2 separate regions of the Danio rerio genome follow, and region 2 is linked to region 1. A link is a contact called in public Hi-C data. All regions are on one chromosome and are shown on one strand. The core of a region is the stretch at or near the end of the contact, and the rest is flanking DNA. Distances in the headings are between cores, read along the strand shown. Region 1 has its middle 19 kb from the start of lrrc73. Region 2 holds the start of mea1 (male-enhanced antigen 1).

The links. Hi-C and Micro-C count contacts between places; a contact is called where the count stands out from the background.
Region 2: a contact with region 1 is called in a Hi-C map of hematopoietic stem cells, with 4 times the contacts expected there. The contact joins the promoter of mea1 here to the enhancer-like site in region 1. A contact is called at or near these places in 6 of 18 Hi-C or Micro-C datasets (embryo, hematopoietic stem cells, skeletal muscle and 1 more) and 1 of 4 datasets of contacts at active chromatin or transcription factors (caudal fin).

The regions. Positions count from the first base shown.
Region 1 is chr13:3,903,418-3,908,334 of GRCz12tu, forward strand. No RefSeq gene overlaps it. Among named protein-coding and RNA genes, the nearest start is that of lrrc73, 19 kb to the left of the region's middle. Within about 2 kb of position 2,889, at least 5 of the 62 cell types and tissues checked have an H3K27ac peak or open chromatin away from gene starts, as enhancers often do. A contact at or near this core is called in hematopoietic stem cells, where this site is marked.
Region 2 is chr13:4,157,139-4,162,055 of GRCz12tu, forward strand. It overlaps mea1 (male-enhanced antigen 1), which reads left to right and starts at 2,100. Exons shown (of 4, transcript NM_001431065.1): 1 at 2,100-2,184; 2 at 3,372-3,663. The coding sequence starts at 3,379. It overlaps dnph1 (2'-deoxynucleoside 5'-phosphate N-hydrolase 1), which reads right to left and starts at 888. Exons shown (of 4, transcript NM_001163199.1): 1 at 666-888. The coding sequence starts at 801.

The sequences.
Region 1 (4,917 bases), core at 1,639-4,138:
GATCTGAAACATAATGTGTGCCAAACATGCAAAGAAATAAATCAGAAAGGGGGCCAAAACTTTTTCACACTACTGTATATATATGTTTTGTAAGTTCATAAAAAGAAGAATTCCTTTACAAAGTATATTTCCATCATTACTGGATGCATTATCTTTTTTTCTATACATTTGTAGCTTCTTTCATGCACTGACATTGCATAACTAGCAGAAAGAATTATTTGGCTCCATAACGTATTCAGCCCTCCTCAGGTAAATGACATCTACCGTTCCCTTCCATGACTCTATTTCCGGCCAGGGATCAAATGCAGAAACGGACACCCAGTACAGTCGGCTTGTCTCCTCTCATATGCAGCGGCTGCCAGAAAAGGAGAATAATAAAAGCGGAGATTATTGTCTATAATTAATGAAAAGCCTTTAAAATCAATCTAGCGAGCCGCTAAAGAACTGAGACAAATGGAGGCCGGTTTTCCAGTGGGTAATGCTGTAATGAATCCTCTGCTCTGACAGGACTGTGCTAAAGCATTCAGCATGATGAAATAGTCATTAGTCTGGACTGTATGAGAATCTGGATTGTTTGAGATTTGTGCACAGAGCACAGAAATGCTGAAGTAGTCTGGGATCATCTACAGGTTAAAGGGACTGTTCACACAAAACGCACTCCTCCTTATTTACTCTCATTCAGAGTGGTTGCAAACTATTATGAACTTCTTTCGTCTGGTGAACACAAAACAAGAAGAGAATGTGAACAACAACACACCAAAACACAGCCATTGGCATTCATTGTAGGAGCAAAAATTAAAATATTAATATTAATAATACTATAGAAGTCAATGGCTGTGTTTTTTCCAGCCCAGGCTCATTCTGAAAACGCACCCCTATATACATTTCTGGAGAGCGCCAAATACGTCCTAGGAGCTATGTTTTTTGCTTTAACGAATTCACCAGCAGGGCGAGGCAGTGGCGCAGTAGGTAGTGCTGTCGCCTCACAGCAAGAAGGTCGCTGGTTCGAACATCGGCTCAGTTGACATTTCTGTGTGGAGTTTGCATGTTCTCCCTGCCTTCGTGTGGGTTTCCTCCGGGTGCTCCGGTTTCCCCCACAGTCCAAAGACATGCGGTACAGGTGAATTGGGTAGGCTAAATTGTCCGTAGTGTATGAGTGTGTGTGTGGATGTTTCCCAGAGATGGGTTGCGGCTGGAAGGGCTTGCTGGATAAGTTGGCGGTTCATTCCGCTGTGGCGACCTAGGATTAATAAAGGGACTAAGCCGACAAGAAAATGAATGAATGAATGAATGAATCCACCAGCGGCCGCTGTATACGCTTTCTGAGATCTCACATTTCTCTCGTGCCTGCTGTTCTCTTGTAAATCCGCCAGAGACCGCTGTCGACTGACTGTTTGACCGAATGACTGACCCACCCTCCTCCTCCCCTAAACCCATACAATAGTATTTTAAAAAGCACAGATTGACATCTATCTGATCAAATGTTTAGCAGTTTAATAGTCACCTGAAGACTTTCGAATCAGACCATTTTATACTCGCAAAACTGCCTTATAGTGATGTTAAATAAATAAAAAATAAATAAAAGTTGCAGCAAGCCTGTATTTTATCTCAGTCTCAGAGCAGTTCCACAAACCACCACTAGATGCCGCCACTAACCGTGAAAGTCGACATTTTGCATATTGTTAGGGCAGAGGTGGGCAAACTTTGGCCTGTGGGCCACATGCATAAACACTTTCATCCGGCCCGCCAGGAAGCTTTTAAAATGCTGCTTCTGAGTAACAGTTTGGTTTCAGAATTAACAGTGGAATGAACCGCCAACTTATCCAGCACATGTTTTACGCAGCAGATGCCCTTCCACCTGCAACCCATCTCTGGGAAACATCATTACACACTCATACACTACAGACAATTTAGCCCACCCTATTCACCTGTACCGCATATCTTTGGACTGTGGGGGAAACTGGAGCACCCGGAGGAAACTCGCACGAAACTCGCACGAACGCAGGGAGAACACGCTCCAACTCCATACAGAAACGCCAACTGACCCAGCCGAGGCTCGAACCAGCGACCACCTTGCTGTGAGGCGACAGCACTACCTACTGCGCCACCACATCGCCAAATAAATTTTACTGCTAAAAATGCAGGAATTTCTCTACTTTTGTATATTATCATTCTTGTTATGCAATACCAATAAATAAAATTTAAAAATAACTCTGCGACAACAAAGCCTTTTCAACTATAAGATTGAAAAGACAGTTATGAAATGATCACTACGTTTTGGCACAACATTAAAGCATTACATATTTGGCTAGAAATATATAATGTTCTCCTCTGTTGAACACAAACTTGTCCTCCATTGTAAGAATAACTATAGAAGTCCATCATTCTTCAAAATATCTTCATAGTGTTCAACAGAGCAAGGAAACTCATAAAGGGTTTAAAACCGCTCGACTGAGAGTAAATAATGAGGTAATTGTTCCGGTGAACCTTTCTTTTTAAATAGCCTCATGTTGTTCGTTTACGCAATCATGCGGGGATACTTTCCGACAAAACATCAAATAGCTGTGGTCAGTTTTGCTGAAGTGCATAAATATGTGTGTGTGATTGTTTCTCCTTCTCTTGACCAGCAGTGGGCGCTCCCGCATCAGCACAGCCGCGCCGGTGACACAGCCAACTCCAGTAACATCATGCCGGCAAACAAAATAAATACACACACATCACCTGATAAAACACACACACACACACACACACACACACACACACACACACACACACACACACACACACACACACACACACACACACACACACACACACACACGTCTCTTGCATTAGATGTTCCACATAGATATATACACTAGATATCGCATAGGGACCCTGAGCATGCGTCAATAGCGCCGCCACATTGGTACAGTGCTCCCAGGACAAATGTCATTCAACCGCACTAGTCAAGAGTGAAGATGGTGGACTTTAGCGCTGTCTATGGGTGTTGTAACGAGCAAACAAAGAAAACAAAGCACAAATGCAGAACATTTCATAGGTAATATTAAGTTTTTTTCTGTGTTTGTATGTTCTGAACTTTTGTGCTAATCAGGTAACGTTATTGATGATAACAGTCACTTACTGCATTCACCATAAGGCAAAGCAGCTCCAACTCGCACTAAACACTCGGCTTATGCTAGTTTTGTTGAATAAAATCAGCAAACAATGCAAAAGAAATATGACAACGAGATGCTGCGCTGCCAGAAACTTGTGTTATTGTCGGCTAACATTAGTGAAAGAGTCGTTCGGGGAATTCATTCACAAACGAATCGCTCCCTCTGTCAGTATGAGAAGTGAAAGCAGGAGAGGAGCTGTGTTTCAGGACACGGATTAGATCAAATTTAACAGGGAGGGTGGATAGTACATTTCTGTACACACAAACACAAGCTTTTTGTCACGAATGCCAGTGCGATCACTGATCCATCAATGTAGAAAAGTGATGTAAAATTATAATTTTCGTAATTAGAAAAAAAAATTACATACTAACATCCAGGAAAACTCCCGATCATATATATATGTGTATATCTCTGGCTTTGGATGGCCACAGTCCTCCACTGTACCTTGGTCCTGCATTCATTTCAAAGGAGCGCTACTCTGTACCAAAATGGCGGCGCTATTGACGCATTCCGTCCAATAGACAACAATAAGCCAGGCGACATCTGATGTATATATCTATGGATGTTCCACAGTCAGTCATAAAAGAGGTGGATACACTTTTGTTCAATTTCATATGGAGAAACAGACCACATTATTTATAAAGACAATTTTGTGCAATCCAGTGGAAGATGATGGTCTCAAAGTTCTTGTCTTCAGCACTTCTAATTGTGCATTTATAAACAAATGGATTAAAAATGACCTGAAAATTTGAAGCATCGTCCCTGAATTAGTTTGTGACCAGGTGGGGGGGTTTAGATTTTCTTTAAGGTGTAATTTTGATATTAACATCCCTGCTGAAAAATCCAGCTTAAACCAGCCTAGGCTGGTTGGCTGGTTTTAGCTGGTCAACCAGGCTGGTTTTAGAGGGGTTTTGGCCACTTCCAGGCTGGTTTCCAGCCATTTCCAGCCTGGTCTTAGCTGGTTAGGCTGGGAGATGACCAGCTAAAACCAGCTTGACCAGCCTAGCAGGCTGGGAGCCCAGCCAAAACCAGCTATGTCCAGCTTAAACCAGGCTGGTCAAGCTGGTTTTAGCTGGATTTAGCTGGTCATTTTCCAGCCTGACCAGCTAAGACCAGGCTGGAAATGGCTGGAAACCAGCCTGGAAGTGGCCAAAACCCCTCTAAAACCAGCCTGGTCGACCAGCTAAAACCAGTCAACCAGCCTAGGCTGGTTTAAGCTGGATTTTTTAGCAGGGATGGTGCTGATAACGTTCCTTTTTCATAAACAGGCATGCTTACTATGAAGCTCATTTATAAGCATACTTTTTCTACACATAAATCAGTAATATGAAATAGATGTAAATGTCAAGTCAATCTCAAACAAGCTTTTGTCATTGATGGATACACTACCTGACTATAGTCTTGTCGCCTATCCACGTTTTAGGAACAGCAAATAATAACTTGACTTCTAGTTGATCTTTTGGTATCAGAAGTGGCTCATATGAAAGGCAAAGGCCTCTAATCCTGTGTATTTGGCCTTCAGATAAATAAAACATCAGATGAAAGGCAAAAGAAGCACATATTACAGACATCTTGAAGGTTAGACGATCATATGAATGGCTTGAAAGACGTCAGCTTTAGGCAGAAAGCATTGGTTGGAGGATAACCTTGACATTTCTTCTTAGATTGGTCAGTGAAGTCTTTGCACACACACACACACACACACACACACACACACACACACACACACACACACACACACACATGCCCGAGGGTCACC
Region 2 (4,917 bases), core at 850-3,349, 250 kb after region 1:
ACTTTTCTAGCGATGTACTGCATCCAAACAGCAATAAATTTAGTTCAATTTGCATGCATACATAAAGCGTAGTGCAAATATAAATATCCTTTATTAACCAAAGGCTGTTTTAGAAACAGTAGAATATGATGACGTCAGTAATATGCAAATTAACGTATGACGTAATCTAGCGACTTTTAGTGCAGAGCTTAGCGCCTTTTTGTCGAAAATAGTTGGCAACAGTGATTGCCGCCCTTTATTTAGTCACAAGGCGTTAAACGTCGATGGAAAATGCGAGCAAAAAGTGTTCCGGTGTGCGCAGGGTTTTAACGAATGAAATGAAAAATGCTGGCTGTTTCCAAAACAATTACCCCCCCAAAAATAGAATGGAAGTGTTACTTTTGTTAGTCATGTTAGTAAATGACTAACATTGTTTTTCCTATAAACAGGTATGTTTACTTGGCATGTTTCTTAAATATCTTCAACCATTAAAACCTATTATGGTATTTTTATGGTTTGGAAGAGTCGAAAACTCACATACAGCACCTTTAACATTACAATTAACATGTTTTAAATTGTTATAGGATTCAAAATTTTAAAAAGAAGTTGAAAAAAGTGACAAAGAGAAAGACCTAGAACACGTTGCGCAATGATTTCAGAAAATGAAAGTGAGTAAAATGATTTACCCTTGTCAGACAGGCTGTCATAACTCACATGCTCGGTTAAAACATTGCCATACTGCTGCAACTTCTTCACTATTGTCTGATAAATAACCACGTCCTGTCGCCCTCCCCGAATGCTTCCGCAAAAGTATATGTTCATAATTTGCAGGAGTCCTCGTCTTTCTTCTGTGATACAAGCGTGCTTTTCTCAGCAGCACAGCATTCACGGGAAGTTCAGATAAACTGCAGGTCATTTCCCGCGCAAACACGCATATGTACACAGACACACGAAGAAAAGCGCCACCGTGCGGCCGCTTGTATATTACAACACTTCATGACGTTAGAATTTATTAAAAAATAATTACTCCTCTTCGTAAATCTCTTTAACTAGAGAAGGAAAAAAACATAAAAAGAAAACATAATTAAAATGTATTGTTTATTTTAGGTTATTTATGTCTTAGTTTGTCAAATGTACAAAAATATACACAGAAAAAGGGAAAATAACACAAAACGACTGTTTAAATGTAGAAAAAATTAAACAAATGACGGCTACATAACAACAATTGCTTCATTCAACATTACATTCATTTATTTGTTCGTTCATTAGCTCACTGTAAGAATCACATCAATCACAACAACAATAATACGCCACGTGCACATAGAAATAAAGCTATATTAAATTAAAATACATTTATTATGCAGTTATTTTTCTATTTCCTGAGAAAGCTTTTATAATCATTGCTAGTTACTTATTCATATATGCCCTCTATTACTATACAATATATAGACGGAATATTAACTATTTAATAAAAAAAATCACCTAAAAGATGTATTCATGACTTATTTTACTGCAGAACAAAGTGCATACAGTATATAACCTGTTTTAACACATTTTATTCTGTTTTTAATTATTTCTATTGTTTGTTTTTTATTAAACTTGTCTTTTTTATGCTTGTTTATGTAAAGCACTTTGAATTGCCACTGTGTATGAAATGTGCTATATAATTAAACTTGCCTTGTCTTGCCTTACAGTAATAAAGCTTTCTGATATCATGAATATAAAAATATAATTTTTTTTAAAGTAACACTTTACATTGACAGTACATGAATGATGCAATAATGTAAACTAAACATTACTTTATTATGAACTAATGATGAGTTAATGAATGTGCTACTCATGAACTAACTTTAACTACAACCTGAGTTCATGTGTGAATAATGACTACCTTAATTACAAGTACATGCTTGTTTGGTAATTAATGCATCAGTTTGTGCCTAATTAAACCATCATAAACTCATGATATGTTAATGCATAATTATATGCATTATATATTGCACATTCACATGAGGTAGTCACAATTTTAAACAAACTGTCAAAAAGCATAAAAAAATCGAGTATTTTAATTTACGCAAGATACGTCGCTTGGCGTGTTGACGTTTCGTGACGCAATCACTGCGCAACACCGGAAACAAATAGATTCTTCTCGGATACAGATGCATCAGCTGAAAACAAACGAATAAAAGAGCTCGAAAGAATCAAGAGGTAAGAGGAAACAGCCAGAGATTATCTTATAGTTTGCTTTTAATTGTATTCGTAATGCTAAAAAGACGCATTCGTGTGTCAAAACCCTGAAATGATATGAAATGTGTTTAGGCTAGCATGATGTTATAGCATAAGCATACCTTAACAGGTTGATGTTAAATTGCACATGCACACTTTTTCCTAACACCTCAGTGTTTTAACATCTACCAGTACATTTCCTAAAATATTAATTTAATATAATTGTTAAAACTAAAACGTTTAATGCGCGAAAACATCAGAGCAACCAACATTTCTGTCAAACGTTACTGTAATTAACGCTAACTACTGCAGAGTCCACAGATAAAGTGTATAACAGCGCATTAAGTCTTTTCTCCTTCATAGAAGTCTATTGAAAATAGCTTCAAGTTGGTTTTATATTCGCTTATTCAGACTTTTTCCTTTCAGAAAAGTATTTTTTTGCTAAATCTAAATATGGTAATCATATTAACGTTAGCAGCCAATGACTATCAACTACAATATGGACTACAGAATGTTACGTTTACACACAACCACAAATTACATGTAAACACATCAGCTTTTCACAGCGTAATGCTCACTACTCATATGAACTTTTGAAAGGGCTACTTTTTACTCATACTTTGAGTAATATTTACAACATCTACTTTTACTCAACTCTCACTACATTTTTAGGCAAGTAATGGTACTTTTACTTATGATTTTTCAGTACTCTTTCCACCACTGCTGGTTGTTGAGTTAACTCGAGCCACATTAAAGTGAGAGTTCACTCAAAAATGAAACTTGACTCATTGTTTACTCTTCCTCAAGTGGCTCTCCAACCTTTAAGACTCTCTATTTTCTCTTAACCACAGAAGAAGTTACTTTGAAAACTGTTAGAAACCTGTAACCAGACTTCCATAGTAGGAAAAACAAATACTAAGTCAATGGCCACAGGTTTTCAGCATTTTTCTAAATATCTTCTTTTATGTTCAACAGAAGAAACTCATGAAACTACTATATAAGAATCATTACTAATAGCCATTCTTTATAGATCACTGGATGTTATACACTTTGTGAATTAGCGGCTAGTTTTTTGATAATAATTACAAGCTTTGAAAGTTTGGTCGATGTTAAGCACATTAAACTACGATAAGAATTTTCTTATGTCTCAATATTGTGTCTGTTCGCAGCCCTTGAATGGAAGTGGCGAGGGCCCGAGAAATGGGTCCCGAGAGAATCTTACCGAACTCCGAGGAGGATGTGGTGCAGGACCGGCCTTTAGACGCTGCCGTGCCGGAGGAGTGGAGCGGAGAGGACATGGAGGAGGAGGAGGATGAAGGAGGTGCTGGAGATCAGGACAGCGCTGGATATTATTATCAGCCTCTGAATCAAGACCCAGACGGGGTGAACGGCTCGCACACAGAGCCAGCCGATGAGGGCACCACTGCAGAACAGCTGCAGGACGTCCAGGAGAGAATAGAGGTATTACTGCTGATCTGTGGAAGCAGAATTCATCTTGAAATGTCAGATGCAATATATTAAGAGTATTTAAATGAGCAAGACGTGCAGAATAAATATTTCAGTCATGTCATTTACACTTGCTATTTCCAAACACAGTTTGGTAAAGCACCTGTTATTTTTAATGCTACACAAATTGCATAATTAAATGAAAAATGTAATGGCAAATTGAATTACTGTGCGCAAGCAGAAATGGTAGCAATTGAAAATGTATATTTTAAAAACATCTTAATCATGAGTGTCATTGCAACCAATATACATTTAACTCACCGTCTTTTTGCCATCCCATTGGCTCTGAATGCATTTTAAAATATACATCGAAATAAAGATACACAATGAAAACATTCCAGATCCAACGGTGTAATGATGAACATTCGATCCTACTCCTTCTAAACTATAATTTTGATACCATTTCTTCTAGTATGCTACATTTTTCTTTTTAATTTTGCAACTTAAGCATTAAAATTAACTATAAACTCACCGGCCACTTTATTAGGTACACCTGTCAAACTGCTCATTAATGCACATTTCTAATCAGCCAATCACAGGGCAGCAACTCAATGCATTTATGCAAGTAGACATGCTCAAGATGATCTGCTGCAGTTCAAACCGAGCATCAGAATGGGGAAGAAAGGTGATTTAAGTGACTTTGAATGTGGCATGGTTGTTGGTGCCAGACGGGCTGCTCGGAGTATTTCAGAAACTGCTGATCTACCTTTGGCTCAGAATGCATTTCGAAATGTATTGATTTTGGCTGCAAAAGTTCCATGGTGTAAAGCTGCGGCCACACTTGACTTTTCTCCCCATAGACTTCCTTTCATACACACGCGAATGCGTCAGACCGGAAATACAGGGTCATGCGTCAAGTTTCGCAGTTCGCTGAGGTGCAAAGTTCAAGCTTGGTGAACTCTGATTTGCGAAATCGCATCACTTGACTGCGTGAGACCAATCAAGGATCAAAACATGACCTCTCTGGACAGAAATTTAAAACATGGAGCAATCATTCGCTTTTTTTTAAGGTCTAATCATCTTGTTTAATCCCGCCTCTTGTCGCAGCGACGTACAACAGAATTTTACACACAAACTCTAGTGTGACCACAGCTTAATGATGAAAATGCAACCTTCTAACCCTAAACTAATTTGCTACCATTTCTGCTTGTACGTCACACATATTAGTTCAGTTAGGCAATACATTTTAAATTAAATTGCGCGACTTAT